Linked DNA regions of Rattus norvegicus: all the other regions are linked to region 1. The links are chromatin contacts, called in public Hi-C maps. All regions are on one chromosome and are shown on one strand. The core of a region is the stretch at or near the end of the contact, and the rest is flanking DNA. Distances in the headings are between cores, read along the strand shown.

Region 1 (3,068 bases), core at 407-2,906:
CTGCATGACCAACCCTGCCTCTCTGGGCCCTAGCATTCATACACCCTCTGAAAAGTTCCCAGAATTCTAAACATCACACAATTGCAGAAACTATCGGCAGCTGCCTCTGCCGGAGCCTGAGGCAACTCGGAGTCAGCTGCTGTGGACACTCGGAGGCAGCCCCACACCCCACACCCCACACCCCACACCCCACACCCCACACCCCACACCCCACACCTGGGATTAAAAGGGAAGCATGCTCTTACAGTACTTCTCTATTTTTAAAAGAAACCAAAACTCCAGAACTGTCACTCCAGGTTTGTGCTGTGGCACATGCGTGCACACACACACCCTACAGAATGATATCATTTCTATAAAGAAAACAAAAAACAAAAAACCATGCCAACATCTGAAATAAAACCGGCTTTGTACCAACTGGCCTTACGCCTGTGAACAGTCCACCATGGATGGGGAGGGCTCCGCAATGGCCCACCCTTCCCTGAGGAGCTCATGATTGCTGGGGGTCATAACCTGTCCTTGCTCGGATAAATAACCCCTCGCTCACACTTGTGCAGGCAGCCCTGAATGTAATGGGCCACAAAGAGCAAGAAAAGTCAGGAGAGCAAAAGACTTCTTGGTGAGAAGAAGGGTCCTTGGGGGAGGGGGATAATGAGGGAGAATATAACCAAAGTATATTACACATGAAATTGTCAAAGAATTTTTTAAAAAAGGAACAGATTGACCCGAGAATGAATACAAAGGCAATAGTATTGATATCATAAAAAAATCACTTGTTTCTGAGACAAATACAGAAGCTATTAGCTGACTGGCTCCATTGGAGTGGGGAGGGTTTTGCAGATCTGCTCACTGATTCCTTTCCGGGATGCTCAGATCGATCTTGAGCTCCTGGTGTTGTGTTTTTAAAAGATAAAGAGAGGGGTGATATGTTCTATGGAGGTCTGGGGAAGGGGGTGCCTCAGTGGGTCCATGCTGAGGTGTCCCTTCCCAGTGAGGAACCAGCCACATGACAGTATAGTATAGAATAGAGTTTATTCAGGGCATGGGGAGGGGAGTTAAGAGGGTAGCAGGGCAGAGAGAGGGAGAGAGGGAGAGAGGGAGAGAGGGAGAGAGGGAGAGAGAGAGGGGGGGAGAGAGAGAGAGAGAGGGAGAGAGAGAGAGAGAGAGAGAGAGAGAGAGAGAGAGAGAGAGAGAGAGAGAGGAAGGAGGAGGAGGAGGGGGGGTAGAGGCCAGCCATGAACACGGGGAGAGGAGGGGAAGAGGGGAAGAGCAAGAGAGAGAGGAGGGGACAAGCAGCCCCTTTTATAGTGTCAGGTGTACCTGGCTGTTGCCAGGTAACTGTGGGGGGGTGGAGCTTAGACAGAACGCTAACACCTGGGGTTTTTGGTTTATTGGGTTTTGTTGTTTTGTTGTTGTTTGAGGTTTCTCGTTGTTTTCTTTTTTGTTTAGGCTTTTTTTTTTTTTTTTTGGTCTTGTCTTTTCCACTTGTGTGCTGGGTCCTTCTGCTCACGTGCCTGAAGTAAGGACTTCAGGTTTTTTTTATCTACTCTAGGATCTTTCCTTTTTCTCCCATGACTCATCCACGTTACTTCCCTCACAGATGTCTGTTTTCCCAATCTTAACACTCAGTCTTATGCCAGGAATCACGGGTCCCTCAGGGACCAACCACGGATCACCTTCTCCCCCAACCCCGCCCCCTCTCCCGCGTCAGCTTGTTTACATGGTGGGGCGGGGCACCCGTCTATTTCCACTTTCGGCTCTGAATGTGGCCTCTATCCCGGGCATCCCCCTCACTAGCCCTTTCATAAACATCTCAAGCTGCTAAGATCAAAACATTGACCAACCTTCTCCTTAAACTTCTCACCCTAGAGCTGCTCTGTGGAAGAGAAACATTTCCGTAGTTGACAATTGTAATGGGCTTTTCTGTTTCCTCCTCCAGCCTCAGAGCTTTCACCACAGGGGATTATCCCGGCATCCTTAGCTGCTCCCTGGTCTCCCAGGCACTGCTCTGTATCAGTCACCATCTTCCAACATGGTGTCCCCAGCGTGCCATCCCTGCTGGAGAACACACACACACACACACACACACACACACACACACACACACACACACAAAGAGCTCAATGCTCAACCCTTGCTTGGTACCCAGCAGCCCACGGTGTTACTTCTGGAACACACACACACACACACACACACACACACACACACACACACACACACACACACAGAGCTCAATGCTCAACCCTTGCTTGGTACCCAGCAGCCCACGGTGTTACTTCTGGAACACACACACACACACACACACACACACACACACACACACACAAAGAGCTCAATGCTCAACCCTTGCTTGGTACCCAGCAGCCCACGGTGTTACTTCTGGAACACAGGGGTGGGGCTAGCACACACACCTGGGTTTTCTATGCAGCCCCAGGAAGGCAACAGCTTCTGTGACCTCAGTCCTCACCCAGAGGCACTTCTGGGACTCAGCAACCGGTGCAGGCTGAGGCAGAGGGAAGGAGGCGGCTTTGCCTTTCACCACTGTAGGAACTGGAAGCAACTTTGAACCCAGGTGGTCCTCTGGCCCCTTGGCTTGCTGGCTTCTACTAAGGACAGACATCTGTCAAAGCAATCACTCAGCTTTTTAGCAACTTCCTTGCAGTGTTTCTGACACCACATACAACCTTCGAAGGCCAAGGAACTGTGGGGTTCCAACGCGCTGCTACGGAACTTTCTAGTTAAAAGAACTGCATGCAGAGAAGAGAGGCAGGGCAGTGAAGCGGCCCTCTTTCATGATGGGTTGAGCCCCGCCCCCGCCCTTCTCCCCGCCCCCCCAGTACACAGTGGCGAGAACAAAAGGACCAAACACCAGCATTCCAGCAGGGACATCTATGTATTGGTATTGTCATTAAGCCACTTCCCAGCAGTCCACTGCAGAAATAAGAACAGGACTCAGCTTCTAAGATACTAAAGGTAACAGACATCACAAACAAAGCACTGGGGGCATTCATGACGACAAACTGGCTTTTGTCCTCTGGTCAGGGTGTTGGTGCTTAGCGTCCTTCCTGACC
Region 2 (3,068 bases), core at 268-2,767, 380 kb before region 1:
CTGGTGTCCTCAGAGGCCGGAAGAGGGCATCAGATCCTTTGGGACTGGAGTTACAGTTGATTGTTAGGCTACAAGTGGTCTTAAGCACTGAGGCGTCTCTCCAGCCCTGGGTCTTTAACTCTAGAGCCGTGGGTGGTCTCTCATAGAGCTGTGGTTTCATGTTGTTATTTTCTCTATAATATACTGCGTAATGCAGCTACACTATCCATGATATTGTTGTTTTTAGGAAACATTAAACAATGTCTTAAATTGATGATTTTAGTTTTTATACTATGCTTTGGGAGATTTTTTTTAAAGAAAAATTTCTGTTCTCACCGATGTCCCCTCCTCCCCCAGATAATCAAAATATAGACTTATTTTCTTCCTACAAAGACTTCAGATCCAGTACTCTTTTATGTATTTAAAAATGACCTAGTATGATCTATAGGGGAAAAAATTCTAGTAAGCTACAACAAACAACAGGGATACTTGCATATATATATATATATAATCATGATACAATTTATGATAATCAAGTTATACATGATAATCAAGTTATACAACCACTCCAGGGCCTAGTTATACAACCACCCCAGGGCCTATCAATAGTGAATGGACAGAGAAAATATGGTATATATACACCCTGGGTTGTTATTTAGCCATAAAGAACAAAATCATGTTGTTGACAGAAAACTGTCCAGAACTGGAGATCATCATGCCAAACAAAATAAGCTAAACTCAGACAAACATTGCATGGTTTTGCTTGTTGTTTGAGACAGGGCCTCATGGAGCCCAGGCTGGCCTTGAACTGGGTGGCATTCACTATGTAGCAGAGTATGGTATTGAACTCCTGAACCTCTTGCCTTGGTATTTCAAGACTTCCCACCAAGCCAAGCCAACAAAATTTCTTTCATAAGCAGAACATGGATTTTTTTTTTTAAGAAAGGCATTAAAATAGAAGGGGAAGTATTTGGAAGGAAGATGGGGACCAGGAGAAAAAGAGATTCATAAGGAGGGGTAAATGTATTAATATGCATTATAAGCATTATGGAAATGTCACAGTGAAGCCCGTTATTTTGTACAGTTAATCTACACAGATGAAAAGCAGGAAATACTGACTTATCTGGAAAGACAGGCAAATTACAGATGCTTCTTGACTTCTGACAGGGCTGTGTTCTGATAAAGCCATTGCAAGCTGTGGACATGGTAACTGGAAAATAACGCCCATCTAATCTACAAACATCTCACTCGACAAGGCAGCATGCACAAACTTGCAGGTGTTCACCGTCAGGATCCCTGGTTGGACCGGGAGCCTTGGCTTCCTGCTCCTGCCGGGCATTGTGAGAGTGTTATACTTCCTATTCACGGTGGGGGCGGAGGGATCAAAACTGGGAAGTGAGATGTCTCCTAACTGCAAAACTTTCACATAATTATAAAGCCGAAAAATCTTGACGGTGGGTTCTGTCTGTGTAAGCATTCGATATGGAAAAAAGCGCTAGGGGTCCACGTGACTGCCATTGGTGTTTTAATGTACCTCACCATTAGATGGCGCTATAGTAATAGACATAACGACTCAGTGGCAGAGGTCTTTTCACTCCAAATAAGTTCAGAGAGTTCTAAATTGGCCCTTGTCAGCCCAGCAAAGGAGATTTGCTTTTGGAACCTCTGTAGTAAGACTCCATGGCATGTCAGATGGAGTGAATGCTAGAAACAGGACATTTTCTAAAATAGTTACATGTATCACGTGTGTCTATGTCTGGGAGTGTAGTGCCCACTGAAGCCCTTGGATTCCCTGGAGCTGCAGTTACAGATGGTCATGAGCTGCTTTATGTGGGCGCTGCAATCCTCACTTGGGTTCTCTGCAAGAGCAGTATACACTTTAAACTGCAGACCCTGCCCTTTCCAGTCCTCCCTTCCCTCCCCTTTCCTCCCACTTTCTTTCCCTCATTCCCTTCCTTCTTCCCTCCGTCCCTCCCTGCCTCCCTCCTTCTTCTTCCTCCTCCTCTTCCCCCCTCCATGCATGAGAACTCAGGGCCTCATGCATGTCAAGCAGTCACTCAGCTACTGAGATGTAGCTGTGCCCCAGAACTTGACTCTTGACTTTAGGATGCCCTGTGACCCCCAGACTTGGACTGTTGATCAGGTCAGCCCGGGGAATGCCTTGACATGTTGGGATGCATTGTGAGACGTCTTAGCACGGCACCTGGCTTTGTTATTCTTTTGAATATGAATGGAAGAATGATAATTAGTTTATGGTTTTGATGTTTTGAGATAGAATCTCACTATATAGTCTAGGTGTCTGTGAACTCTGGTTCTCCTGTCTTTGCTGGTGAATTACAGTCCTGTACCACCATCCCTTGCTAAAAATACTTTGTTGACATCTATTGAGAGGGCTCCAGTTTATCCAACATCCAAACTCTATACATTTCTTCCCACTAGTGTTTAATTTCCATCCTGTGTTAATACTTTCATAAATCAATGAATATTTCTTTTCTTTTCTTTTCTTTTCTTTCTTTCTTTCTTTCTTTCTTTCTTTCTTTGTTCCTTCCTTCCTTCCATCCATCCATCCATCCATCCATCCATCCTTCCTTCCTTCCTTCCTTTCATAGCACAGCTAGTGTTCGTCAACTCCTCACATTTGGGATGTAGGAGAGAAAAAATGGCTTTTCTCTGGTCCAGTCCCTCCCCAGTTTCAAGCTACCTGCCCTTTGCCGTTCCTGACTTGTTTTCTACAGTGAGTCGCAAGGTGTCCTCGACAGGGTTTCTGTGTCCCTAGAGGACACGGGAAACTGGGTCAAGGGAGTATGCATGGACGTTTAAAGATTTTTAAGAATGGCATGTTTCCTTTAATGTCTCACATAATTGAAAGGCTCTAATGGTATTAGAAACTAATGGGGCTGTATGTGGGGCTGTAGAAATAGACACAAATCCAATTAGACCTACTTTCAGACAAGGAAATGAGTCCAAGAAGAAGGCACTGGTGAAAGAGAACAGAGTGGGTTTGATTTAGAAACATTTCCTGGCTTAGGAACCCAGGTTGCAGCCTCTCAGGGGGGCCTTGAGGGACCTAGACCTGCTGGGAGTTCAGG
Region 3 (3,068 bases), core at 170-2,669, 280 kb before region 1:
TTGGTGGCGGTGGCAAATTGTGTTGATTGGGGGAGCTGAATCTCCGAGGGGAGCTTGTAACCTTGACTGAAGAATAAAAGGCATACATGATCTAGGATCTTTCTAGAGGAGAAAACGCCAGGCTGCACATTGGGAAACTTTGGGAAACAGAAAAGGGAATCTATCTTTTGAGGTCCCTCATGCACGACGTGGATGGTGGAGCAGACCAGTCTTTTTTATTATTTTTCAATCCTGGGGGAATGACACAAATGCTGTGGATTAGGAACACAGGAAATTAGGACTCTGGGTCGTGGGAAAGCCGAGTAGGGGGCATGGTGGGCAGGTAAACAGCGTCGGGAGTGGCTGTCTTGTCTTAAAGCGGTTGGAAGCCTAGGGTACCGGTGCGGGACAGACGGCATCTCCGCAGACGTGGAGGAAAAGGCCGGTTGTGGGGTGGACACCGCGGGGACCCCGGGCGGCTGCGCGGCACAGTGGCGCAGTTCCCAGCCCGTGTCTCACTGGGCCATCGCGTTCCACACCCGAGTCGTCCGGGACCCCGCTCCCCATCTGGCTGCCGCAGCCGCCGCCGCAACCCCACGGGCCGAGGCGATCCCCTTCCCTCTCCTGGGCCCGGGCTCCTCTGGGCCGCAGCGCACTGCTTCCAGCGGGGTCGGGGGGGCGGGGCGCGCCGCCATTTTGGATCCGGACAGTCCGCGAGCCTCCGCCTGCGCGCCCCGGCGCCGGGAGCGGCCTCGCGGAGCCCAGGGCGCGGGCGCGGGCGGCACGGGCGCGAGCGGCGCGGGCGGGCGGGCGGGCGGCAGGCGGGCGGGAGGGGGAGGCGGGCAGAGGAGGAAGGGAGTGGTTGGGAGCCGGGCTGCGGCAGCCTCAGGTCTCCTCGGCGGCGGCAGCGCCCCCTCCTCCCGCGCCTCAGCCGCCTGCGTCCGTCAGGAAAGATGCCCTCAGCCCAGGGCTGTGAAGAAGGGACCCGAGTCGTTGCCCGAACCGCGGCTGCCTCCCGCGTCCTCTGAATTCGTCAGCGCAGCCCCTCGCCGAGGGGCGGCGGCGGCGGCCGCGGGGCGCGAGCGGGAGCCCGGGCGCTGCGCCCGGCGGCACGGCGCGGCCCGCCAGCGGCCTCCGGCAGGCATGGAGCGGGCTCGCTCGGCCAAGTAGCCGCCGCCCCCGGAGCCCGGCGCGAGAGCCGCCCGCAGCCCGCCTCATCCCGGCCGCGCCGCCGGCCAGGCCCTGGGAGAAGCCAGGAAGAAGATGACGCGTCCTCGCCGCAGTCCGCTGGAAGCAGGACTCGCTGCAGAGCCCTAGGAAGAAAGAGCTCGGAGCCGAGGCTCGGCGTGCTCCGAGCCGAGCCGGGAGAGCCGCTCCGGGAGCTGCCCTCCCTTTGCCGCGGAGGACTCGCCCAGGAGCTATCGGAGTGGAGGTTGGGAGCATTTGCAGCAGATTTTTGGCTTTCCCTCCCCCTCCATACATTCCCCCCCTCCTTTTTCAATTTTTCTTCTTCCCGGGAAGTGAATTGCTGATGCCAAGGGGACTTTATTCATTAATGATGCAACTGGATTCGTTTCAGGATTATGTTGCACGAATTGAATTTTGAATGAAGGAGGTTTTTTTTTTCTTTTTGAAAGAAGTGTTGATTCTTTAGTTCGTTGTACTTTTAATTATTATTTTATTTAAATATACAATTTAATTGTATTATTCTCTTAAAAATATTAAATCTATATTTTATGGAAACTTACCCTCAAAATATATATGTTTATGGGTGAAATTGAAGACGCTTCCGTTAAGTGAGGTGACTGGTGTATTGGATGTTTAATTCAGCACCGGCATTGCATGACAGTTGTTGAAATAACAAGTGGTTTATTTTTAAAAACCACATCTTTAAAATTTTAGGTTCAGATAGTAACAGTAGACATCGTAAGGGCATTTAAAAGAAAACCAGCAGAAATCGAAGCAAACATGTCTGGAGAAGTGCGTTTGAGGCAGTTGGAACAGTTTATTTTAGATGGGCCAGCTCAGACCAATGGGCAGTGCTTCAGTGTGGAGACGTTACTGGACATACTCATCTGTCTTTATGATGAATGCAATAATTCTCCATTGAGAAGAGAGAAGAACATTCTTGAATATCTAGAATGGGGTAAGTTTTATTTTTAATACTCAATGTGTGGCTGCTGGCCATGAGCAATGTTAACTATCGTGAAAATGATGTGTGCATCCTTAACAAAAGAACAAACGCCAATTAGTCAAGACTTTTCCCTCCTAGTTTTTCATAACTATTTGCCAGGAGTAAAGCTGTACCTCCTAATTGTTGCCTTGTTGTTTGGCCTTGCCGTTTGTGAACTCACTGCGTTTCGGGGCAGCAATAGGAGCTTTAAAACTAATGCTGGGGTGGGCAAAATCGGATTATTGAGCACAGTTGTCACAGCCATTCAGTGGGAGGGTATTTGTCGGTTTTGACATTCCTTCACAGCCTTTGGAAATCACTGGAGATGAGAGGAGATTGGAAGTCCCTGCGTTCATTTTAGGACAACAGGAACGTGGAGGTGGTGATCAGTGGGTTTAATTTCATCTCTGTATAGCACAGGCAAGACAAACTACTAAACTCGGATATTCCAAAAATTACCAGGTTCCCAAGAAACAATAGAAATAGCGTGCCTCTGTGTGTGTGTGTGAGTGTGTGTGTGTAAAGCAGATGTAGTTGGAGAATGTTTGGAGGCAGCTCCCCTGCCTTCGATTTTATTCTAAATTGAACTTGTCTACACTGGCTAGATGTTACTCAGGCGACCTGTAGCAGTGGACTAGATCAGTGATGCGGGCAAACGCTGCTGCATGTGACCTTCAAGGTAGAAGGCTTATCTGAACTCCTGGAGCCTCTGATGTCACTCACTGGGGTGAGGGAAGTCTGACAGAGCAGTGACCATCATTGCCCAGGCCGGTAGCGAGTGGTACTGTAGCTCTGGAAGGATTTGGGCCATCTAGAATTCTGTGCTGTTGAAATACTTTTAGCTAGCTAAATGATTTTCATATTGAAGATCTGTATTCCCAACTAAACCTTTATTTTCTGAAGTAAAAGATTTAGT

What was found. Hi-C and Micro-C count contacts between places; a contact is called where the count stands out from the background.
Region 2: a Hi-C map of hepatocytes shows a contact between it and region 1, with 4 times the contacts expected there. The contact joins two enhancer-like sites. A contact is called at or near these places in 9 of 12 Hi-C or Micro-C datasets (the A7r5 cell line, Schwann cells, frontal cortex and 5 more).
Region 3: a contact with region 1 is called in a Hi-C map of kidney, with 2.4 times the contacts expected there. The contact joins the promoter of Cdc42bpa here to the enhancer-like site in region 1. A contact is called at or near these places in 2 of 12 Hi-C or Micro-C datasets (Schwann cells and kidney).

Annotation. Positions count from the first base shown.
Region 1 is chr13:94,496,580-94,499,647 of GRCr8, forward strand. It overlaps a transcript of Psen2 not described here. Among named protein-coding and RNA genes, the nearest start is that of Psen2, 18 kb to the right of the region's middle. Within about 2 kb of position 1,657, at least 80 of the 93 cell types and tissues checked have an H3K27ac peak or open chromatin away from gene starts, as enhancers often do. A contact at or near this core is called in Schwann cells and kidney, where this site is marked.
Region 2 is chr13:94,120,459-94,123,526 of GRCr8, forward strand. No RefSeq gene overlaps it. Among named protein-coding and RNA genes, the nearest start is that of Ahctf1, 54 kb to the left of the region's middle. Within about 2 kb of position 1,518, at least 12 of the 93 cell types and tissues checked have an H3K27ac peak or open chromatin away from gene starts, as enhancers often do.
Region 3 is chr13:94,214,540-94,217,607 of GRCr8, forward strand. It overlaps Cdc42bpa (CDC42 binding protein kinase alpha), which reads left to right and starts at 1,420. Exons shown (of 37, transcript NM_053657.2): 1 at 1,420-2,125. The coding sequence starts at 1,948.